Regions from separate parts of the Danio rerio genome. Here region 2 is linked to region 1. A link is a contact called in public Micro-C data. All regions are on one chromosome and are shown on one strand. The core of a region is the stretch at or near the end of the contact, and the rest is flanking DNA. Distances in the headings are between cores, read along the strand shown.

What was found. Hi-C and Micro-C count contacts between places; a contact is called where the count stands out from the background.
Region 2: a contact with region 1 is called in a Micro-C map of caudal fin, with 3 times the contacts expected there. The contact joins the promoter of rimoc1 here to the promoter of selenop in region 1. A contact is called at or near these places in 3 of 18 Hi-C or Micro-C datasets (caudal fin, embryo and an unstated tissue) and 2 of 4 datasets of contacts at active chromatin or transcription factors (embryo and gastrula embryo).

The regions. Positions count from the first base shown.
Region 1 is chr8:33,502,722-33,508,000 of GRCz12tu, reverse strand. selenop (selenoprotein P) reads right to left here and starts at 2,281. Exons shown (of 5, transcript NM_178297.4): 1 at 2,219-2,281; 2 at 550-777; 3 at 213-422; 4 at 16-133. The coding sequence starts at 752.
Region 2 is chr8:33,806,224-33,811,502 of GRCz12tu, reverse strand. It overlaps rimoc1 (rab7a interacting mon1-ccz1 complex subunit 1), which reads left to right and starts at 2,766. Exons shown (of 6, transcript NM_001128229.1): 1 at 2,766-3,082. The coding sequence starts at 2,992. It overlaps oxct1a (3-oxoacid CoA transferase 1a), which reads right to left and starts at 1,764. Exons shown (of 17, transcript NM_001007291.1): 1 at 1,659-1,764; 2 at 1-77. The coding sequence starts at 1,757.

The sequences.
Region 1 (5,279 bases), core at 1,032-3,531:
TTAGGTGATGGTTACCTCCAGGCTGCACTCTCCGCAAATGCGATCACAGTATGTATGTTTTATAGCCTCCTCCACATGTGGGTGGATCAGGATGGTGTAGGGAAGTGACAGATGGTAAGTGAGTCGGCCACACCTGGTTGACAAAGATATTTAGTGACATATTGATAAAGTTATACATTCATGTTAAGTGAATTCATCTGGATAAGCCAAACCTGTCATAGACCAAAATGTCATCCTTCTCAGCATTCACAGCCTGCCAGGCGTCCGGCTGGCTGAGGTCTTGGGCGTAGAGGGTGATGTTCAACAGCCTTTCTTGAAGCAGATGGTGCAGCCGCTGGGACCTTTCCTCACGGTTGTTTACCACCATGTAGGCTATATTTGGATAACCCTGGTTCTCCAGCTTCAGGAGCAAGTCATTAAGCCTTGAAGAAGAACATTCATCAAGCGAGATTAGATCAATACGCCTTGTGTAAACGCTACAGAGTGTTTAAGAATGAAGGGTTTGGGACTCATTAAAGATTGAGTTTCAATATAATTGTCTGCACTGACTTTGATGCTTGCTCCAGACAGAACAATCAGCTGGCCTGGAGGTAAGCCACCACTGTCACTTGTCCAAGAGCGTTCTTCATGGGCTCCACATCCCCAACCTTCCACTCGGGAGGAAGTTTACAGCGGGCTCCTTCTGTTTCGCTCTCTGCACTGCAGCCCACCAGCAGGCAGAGAGCCAAGGTAAGGCTGAGTGCCTTCCACATGACTCCAAACAACAGACCCACTAACCTAAACACAAAAGATCAACTGTTTAGACATCAAAAAACAACATAATTTTTTTTCCAGAGCAGACACCTGAAGTGTAATATTTTTATTGATAATAATATCATGTAATGTAACATAAATTTGTTAAATCTGTTAAATTAACTTAATCGATTTGTGCTGAGACAAGGTGAATTGTGTGGAACCCAGCAGATAATATTATATTTCCCAAGTGATGTTTAATGGAGTAGGAAACTTCACAATATAGGCTATCCAATAATTTTTTTTATTCTGGAAAAAGTCGTATTTAGAAATTTTAAACAAATATTAAAGTCAAAATTATTAGCCTCCTTAAGTTTTATTTTAATAAGATACGTTTAACTTTTTTTTTTTCAGAAAAAAAACTGTTGTTTAGTAACTTGCGATGCCTAATTAATGTATTGTACCGAGTAACCTACTAACATTAAGCCTTTAAATTGCACTTTAAGCTGAATACTGGTATCTTATAGTACAACTAGTTAAATAGTATATACTGTCTTTATGACAAAGATAAATTAAATTAGTTATTAGAAGTTCAACTATTATGCTTAAATATGGTTTGAAATAATTTTCTCTTTGTTAAAAAGCACTTAAAAAATATTTCAAAAAGAATAACATTTTCACACATAATATTTATTTTTTATTTTAATAACATTTGTATTTCAGATATATAATAACTTATTTTCCCAGTAATAGGTTGCAGCTGAAAGGGCATCCGCTGCGTAAAAAATATGCTGGATAAGTTGGCGGTTCATTCCACTGTGGCGACCCCAGATTAATAAAGAGACTAAGCCGAAAAGAAAATTAATAATAACTTACATAATGATAAAAAAGATATGCAGCAGTGCGCTCTAATCGTTTGTTTATCTAATCGTATCCATTCTATATTGGCCATATAAAATTCATGTACATAAATACCTGTAATTATGGTAATTAACCCAAATTTACTTATCAAAATCGTAAAAAGCCAGATTGGGTCAAGATCCATAGTCCACCCAGGTAATATAAATTTGCAACATGAGTTATCAAAGCCAGACTGGTGCACAGATAATGCATTCAAACCTACGTAATTACCAAACAATATTAAATTATATTATAGATAATGCACACCCACACAACAGCATCTGAACATAAAACTATAAAAAAAATAAAAATAAAAAAGCTGACAAGAAAAATGAAAAACTTTAGATTGGGAGCAAAAATGTACTAATAACTAAATGTTCTGCAGTTAAAACATACGACTTCATTACTGCAATGGCATTAAATAAATAGTTGTTGTAGTAATTAAGGGATCTATGATCATGCAAAAAGAGGCCATTAATAAGAGCATTATTTAAAACAATCAGCAAATATACTAGTAATATGCTATATTAATTAATGTGTTTTCCTAATGTTTTACCAATGTGTCGTAGCTGTAAAGTACACTTACTTGTTTTCCTTGAGGGTCTTCAGCAGCGAAACTTTCTGAGCTAGTTCTTGACAAAAACAACCCTCCTCTCACACGGCTCCTCCTATTTATACTCCTCTTGTTTTTCCTGACTAAAAGCGGGGCAAAGGTCCCTCTGTCCTTGTTTCGAAAACTTTAATATCTCACGTACTCGCCACAGAAGTTACACGCATCAGCAGTATATCAGTAACCTCCGTAATGTGTTTTAAATGGAAAAAGTTAAAGCTTTGAGCTGAAAAAAAAGCAGAAAGTTTAAGTGGATTAGTGGATTAGTTATGTATCCCTGCCAAAGTCTGTTTGGATTTTATTTAACCTAAATTAAATTTTCTACATTTTTAATTTATTTATCTGTGTCTTATGTATGGAAAAGTAATAATTAGCAGCAAAATAGTTTTGTTTCTACCAAAAAGTCTCCAGGCAGCAAACTGTTAAATCTCACTGCATTCCAAACTTCTGTTTCCCTAGAGAACTGAAAAGGGGGGGTTGAGTGCAACATTGAAAAGAAATGACAAGCAATTAAGTATGAAAGCACTGTGTACGTGTTTATTAAAGCATTAACTCTTAACTAATCATTGATTACTGTGCATGTATTTGCATGCTCCTCTTAACATCCTTTATTTTTTGTTTGTGCAGCAGTGCACAGCTGTTTCAGAGTCAGCACTTTTTTCCTGCTGAGATCAAACTTTGAAGCTTCCTGTCTCTGCTGAACTTTCATAAACACCATGTTTTTACATTACTGTAAGACGGAACAATGATAGATAAAACATACTGGCCTTGGACACAGTGTTAAAAACTTACATAAACATTCAAAAAACATCACATTGTCTGTAGACCCAAATTGTCCTTGTATCTGAGTTGTTTTCTGATTTATCAATTAGTTAATTTACATAATCAAGTCTCATGACCTGGAGGACGTTTTGACCTCCTAGAGATGTACTTTAGATACAGTTAACACGCATTACTGATTACTGCAAGCTAATGGTTAACTCTAAAGTATTATGAAATCACTCAATAAAATAAAATAAACCCTAAAACTTCATGTCCTTAAAAACAATATACTAGGCTCACCAGCCACTTTATTAAGTACACCTTGCTAGTACAGCTGATTTGGTGTGAATTCAAGAAGGTGCTTAAATGTTCCTCAGAGATTTGGTATATATTGACATGTCAACATCACATACAGGTTGCTGCAGATTTAACGACGGCACATCCATAGTTGGAATCTCCAGGTTCAGCACATCTTAGAGGTCTGATGAAAGACCTGGTGACTACAGAGGTCATTTGAGTTTATGAACTCTCTCATCTTCAAAACCCAGACTGAGATGATTTGATATGTGTGGCATTATTATTATCCTACTAGAATTATGCACCATCCAACCCTATTGGTCATAAAGGGATGGACATGATCAACAACAATACTCAATACTCAACAGTGCCTCAATGCTAAAATGTTTGGCGTCCTAAGTGTGTCAAGAAAATATCTTTCACATTCATTCCACCACCCCCTCTCTAAAATGTTATTAGAGGACAGAATGAAACCATGGTTTCATGTTAAATGCACCAAAATCTAACCCTACCATACGAATGTCACACTACTCTTCAGTTTCTTTCCACAAGCTGTTAAAGCCCTCAACTCCAATCACATTAACATTATCTGAAATATTCTCCACAATATTAGCTCCCAAAATCTCCACAACACCACACAAAAACCTCAAAACATATTGCCATTCCCAGTGTGCCGCATACTGGTGAGGGGGCTTGACAAACCACCTGTAGAAAACACTCTCTATCATCTCTTTGACATTTTAACTGACACTTTCAACAGTTTGCACATTTACCCCAGACACTTTCTTACAATCACTGCATATTTCTTGAAAAGCATTGTGCATTTCTGAGTGTGCTTCACAGGTGAGAGGGTTTGACAAACCACCTGTAGAATCACTTATGCAACGGACACTTTACTTAAAGGACCATGAACCATGACCTGTCTGTCAGATGAAGAACTGGAGTCAGAGATTCAAAAAAATAAAGGTTACTTAAGATAGTTTGCAGTTTCATCAGCAGAAGCCATCAGATGAATATACACGCAAGAGACAATCTGTTAATAAAACCCAAGGTTGTTTCTTCGTACTTTCAGCTATCTTATCAAACTTGTTCAAAAGAGGTATAAACAGCATTCAGGCTGCTATACAAAAAGTCTATCTAGAATAAAAAGGAAAATCACTTTAAACAGAATGAAAACATAATAATATCAAAATCACTTTAGACTTTAGAATCATCAAGATCTTCAGTTCCACTCGTGGTCTCCATGACCTCTGACCTATTGTAATGCCCTGCTACATAAGTTATTTGTAATTTCATATACACATAAACACAATTTGTAATATTATTATAAAGTTGATCGAGTTTATACAAACACTATTAATGAGGTGGACTTCTGTCCTCCTGTATCCCCTCGTCTGAATGCAGACAGACTGCGGATAGCAGTGCAGCAGGTCTCTTTCCCTGTCTATTTCAACCATTAGCCCTGCCGGCAATCTGTATGATTTTAATGATAGGCAAACACGGCAGCATGGATATAGGCGATGTGTCTGAATGGTAATGAACTCAACTGATAAAACACAAAGTCCACCATTCTCCAATTCTCGTACAGCTCTCTCAACAAAAATACTTGCTACAAACCAACAGCTTTGCTGTATCGGCCCCTGACAGCATCTCAGGAAAAAACATGCAACAAACCCTTGTGAACGCGGTCTCACCCAGTCACTGAGTCTTACAGTTTGGCAGGTCTGCCCTGCCTTCAGAAAGCATCTGCTCTCATGAATATTTACGAAGCAGGGTCTTCTCATAAGAAAACTCCGCTATGAATAATCATGAGAAACCGACACGTCATCACTCCACTTGTCGATTTTGATCCCGTCCCAAAAATTATTTTAAACCGGAAAGATGAAATTAGCTGACAAAAGCTCAAATTATCCAGTTTTCCCCACAATAAAAGCTGACAGTAGCTAACGTTGTCTTAACTGATGCTCAACACACACAA
Region 2 (5,279 bases), core at 1,517-4,016, 300 kb before region 1:
TCTTTGACGGCGTCTAGAGGGTCCGAATAAAACTGTGCAGACCTCTGACTTGAAGTGGAGAAGTAACAGCCACACGTCTGCCAACCATAGACATGAATGAATAAAGCACTTCAGAAAGCACTTGAAACAGATTTCCACACTTCAGCTGGCAGTCAATGAATCCACACTACAATGGAATTCCTTTAAGCTTCCTGCCAAACATTCCACTGAATCAAATTTATGAAATAATGACATAACAATTAAATAATGACCAATGGTGGACTTTTCCATTTACTCCACTGCAGATGTTAACAATTTACAATGGATTTCTAAATAATTAACGTTTCGATCATTTAAAAATGTGAAACACAATCATTTCCCTCCAATCTACAGCAGTTTGACTATTGTCCAGTGTTGACGTTCACATGCCAAATAAACCCCAGGAGCTGAGCCAAGACATCCATTTCATTTATATCTTTATTTGCTTACACAACAGTGTGTGTTTGACCTCACAAATGCTCCCGCAAAGGACAAGGAGAGGAAACAGCTGATCGCTTATCACTTCGCCTCAATAAATAATTCATTTGCTTCTGTTTTGGATGTGGAACAGCATTGAGTAGTTACACCAAATAAAACAAACTGAGTCATGATGATCAAATAACCTATAAAAAAGACTCAAGATGCAAACCACCATCGCCCTCAACAGTGTTATTCCTGGAAACAGAAGGTTGTTGCTCTATATGCATACAGAACAACTCAGTGAACCTCATAATCACATGACAATCGCCTGAGACTGTCATAACTACTGTATATGACTCCAAACAGTCCTATCTTAGTGGTCACTGTCTGGAAAACTGCAGTCCTGGTTCTAGGAACTATTGCTATTATAACAGGTTAGTCTAAATATAAAAGTATAATATAATATAATAAGCCAAATAGTGGGAGGAACAAAAGAGAACGTGAGAATAGAGTTGGGGTACTATCCAATGAAAGGTTTGACAGAGAGTGCTGTCATCCCTCTTAAAACTAAAGGATCGTTACTGGAATTGATGGTTCCATGAAGAATTTTTACAACCTCCGGTATCTTTCTAACACAAATGGTTCTTTATAGTGAAATAGTGTTGATTTTAATAAAAATATTTTTACAGAATGAATTACTGCTATTGCTATATTCATAAAAATACAAATTACAAAAATATACATTATATGAATTTAACAAATAAAATAGGTAATAATATTAAATAAAAAATATTACTAACAGTATATGAAACACACCAAAATTGCTTAGTGACCACGTGTTCCCAGGTCAACAATGAAACATACAAACAGAAAACAAACCTGAATGAATGGTTGTGACTGTGAAAATCAAGGTCATGTTTATGCTAATTGTCTTTTAATGCTTTGTTGAAGAACACAAAATTACTTTTTACTAATCTCCGAGTTCATATGTAATTCACAGAATACTAAAAAAGCTGCAGTATTCCTCATTCATTCATTCATTCATTCGCATGCACCTTTCCAGCATCATCCATACATTCACAGCTTCCTTGTATTATCTAAACGTCCATCTTTCATCTGCAATGGAAAGCAAGGTTGACAAACGACCAAAATAGAAGCACCGACACGTTGGACATCATGCTAAATTTCGGATACACCGAGTTTTGTTTGTAAACACTGACCTTGCCGACGGAGAATCGCGGGATGTTCGTCTTGATCGTCGCTGTCACCTTCCTGATGAGCATATTCTCCGCTCTAGATAGCGCTTTAAGAGTCGCCATTTCTGCAAATTACAGGCCTAATTTTGTGTATAGTGAATGATGGTGACAGTATGCCCTCGTTGATCTCAAATAGGCGGGGATGAGGTAACTGAGGGAGTGTCGGGGGCTCGATTTGCTTATTTGCATTTAACCCTCACGCTACCATTTTGCAGTTTCCGATTCATTCTTATGAGTCGGTTCTTTTTTCAATGCATCGGTTGCTCAGCGTTAACGAATCGTGATGGATCTTTCGGGGTAGATCAAGATTCAATAAGGCAGAGTTTTAAAATATATCCTCACAGTGATGCTAGTGGAATATAAGAGTTTTATCAATATGCACGTTTTTATTTTTTTATTTTAAAGTAATTAATTTATTTCTTTATTAATTAATTTAAAATTAAAATAGGTTATTTTCTATTTTCAACCAAGGTGGCTCATGATTCGACTGCAGTTAAACAGGGAGACGTGACATAATAACAGTTTTTGTATTATTAATAATAATAACATTATTCATTCATTAATTTTCTTGTCGGCTTAGTCCTTTTATTAATCTGGGGTCGTCACAGCGGAATGAACCGCCAACTTATCCACCACTTTTTTAGAAAAAAGATGATGCCCAGATGCCCTTCCAGCCGCAACCCATCTCTGGGAAATAATAACATTATTATTATTATTATTATTATTATTATTATTATTATTATTATACATTAATAATTTACTAATGATTTAATAACTTATAACGAATTAATAATATATTCAAAAACAATGTTTTTAGGTTTCACTGGATTTAAGGGAGATTTTTTTAAAAAAACCTGATAACATTGCTTCAAAATTTCAATATTAAAAAAACATTTATTTAGATACAAATTAACCAGAAAATAAATTAATTTAAACAAATAAATGCTATGGAGAAGAAAACAGACATCACGTGATAGAACAACTACGTCATAGCCTAAAATATCTGAAGAATCTTACATTGAACTGGTTCTTCAAAATGAACTGTTCAAAAGAACCGACTCGCGGAAATGAGTCTCGTACATCCATCATCACTACTGCCAAGCTTCATTTCAATCCACTGTTATCAAACGCAGTGTATAATAAGGATCAATCGCATAAGGGATGAACAAAGTAAGCTTTTGTTTTGATGTAACCGCCAGGCCTCTAAGTTTATGAATGAAACGACAGAACAAAACACCCCAGTAATCCTCCGCACGTGAGTAATCGCGCGCTCGTCACGTGACTGTCGTTTGCAGTCATGGCCGACGACTACAGACGAAGCGTCGAGCTGGAGAGGAGGATTTTCGAGTTAGACAACAAGTGTGCCACTCTTCGGACGGAGAAACCAGGTAAACGGGAATCGTGTCGTCAATTGCGCAAAACCAGGCTGTCGTTATTGTAGAAAACGCATGTTCGTTGGCCGAACAGACCGGTGTTGTCATCGTTAGCTAGTTAGCTTAGCCTATCTGCGTTAGCATTCCTGCGATCCACAACAAACATTTCCCTGTCCTTCTGATACCTGTGTGTTTGAGAAAATGTTCGAATAACTAGCAGAGTAGAACACCGTAGTACTAATATCAAACCATGTGCTATTTTAAAAGCAAAATCTTCTTTATTGTGTGCTGTAATGTTTAATTTTTGCTGGTTAGTTAGATACACTTTGCATAAACTGAGTAAAGTCGTATGAGGTCGTGCAGTGACATAACGCAATGTAAACATTGCAATCGTGCAATGTTATTCTGCAGTGGGATGTTAAAATGTAACCATGAGTAGCATATATTTTATAGGTCCCACATTAATAATTTCTGTAGACACATTTTATAAATTATATGTCTACTTCAAACAAAACAGAGGTTTATTATTCCACATTTGGTCATTTACATATAGAGAATGCAGATTGTTTCGTTATTTATTAAAAAAAACATTCAGTAATATTTAACTTACACACATGCTAATGTATTCTTAGAGCTTTTAATGTTTTAATATGATTATCATCAGGTAGAGTGGAAACATATGATTTTTATCTGTTTATTTAGAGTGCAGTGTGGTTTATGTGTAAATGTTTTTTTATTGATTTTTTCATTTTTTGCAGTGTCCTTTTTGTCTTGACTCTTAAAGCTGTAATTTTAATGTTTTGTATCAAAATCTGTTTCTCTCTTTTGTCACAGTTTTTAACCCTGATTCCACAAAATCATTTAGGATGAGACGTTTACAAGAACATATTCAAAATTTCTCCCAATCTTCAAAAAAATGGTCTTAATTTGCACTTCTTTGTTTTAGGCTCTTAAAAGGACTCTGAAGGAAAAGAATCATAACAGAAAGTAGAGCTGGGTGATTTGGCTTAAAATCAAAATCTTAATTTAACATTTCAACTCGGTTATGATTAATGAACGATTATTGCATTTATTTTTTGCCTTTTTATTTCACTGACAGATTTTTTACAGGAAATATGCTCGCATATAGGCATGGGATGATAACCCTTTTCAAGGTGTACCGCTGTTTTGAAAAGTCAAGGTTTTAAAACCATCAACAACTTTTTCAATATTGTTCATAAGTCACTGTATGTGCAATGTACTTTTTTTTAGGACAACAGTATCTCCAGAAAAGATATCCAAAGATGTCATTTTAAATGGTAAAAAAAATGTTTTTGAAACTAATTAAGACAGCAGAAGTGAATAATTAATTTGAATTATTTTCCCTGACATGTATACTGCTCCAAAATATTTTAAATGTTTCTCAAATGTTTTAGTTTTTACCCAGACATTTAAAAAGAATATATTTTAGAGCAGTAATCACAATACCATGAAGCCGGGATATTTTTATTCAAGGTTATTATACCATCACAATCTTTTACTGGCCCATGCCTACTCTCATATTACAAGTGAGAGATTTTTAAATGAAGGGTGCATTACTTGATTTTAATTAATCAACTATCTATGATTTTCGATTGAACATCAACGTTAAACAACTGAAATAAAAACACACATTGCCTGAAAACAGTCACTTTATTTCTTAAAAAAAGTGGAAAATAAATAACTTGCACTTTATTTTCAATCGATTTCGATCAATATAGGATCTAAATGTTGATTTTGGTTAATTGCTCAGCCCTAGCAGAAAGTCCTAAATTCATAAAGTTGACTTTTTAAATGGTGCATACATGTAGAAATCTTCTGCTGTTTTGAAGTTTTAGTGTAATTATCCAAACATTCTTAAATGAAGAGACTTGAGATGCAAAACAAAGCATCTATGAGAACCTGAAGAACATTGAATGAATTAAAATCTGGAAGCATATGTCAGTGGAGTATGAAAAGGATTTCTGAATGAAGTTGAGCTCATTGGTAGTTACTTGTTCTTGTTTAAATTATATACCTGCTTCATTTTTAATCATTTTCTCAGAAATAAGTCTTCTCATCATTTTGTTGTTTTGCCTCTCAGGCTAATTCTGATTTACTCGAGAAGATAAGAATCAGACAGAAGAAGATGCAATGTCTGTCACAGTGTGATTAAAAGATACATTTTAATAATGTTTGACAGCAAAATTGGTTA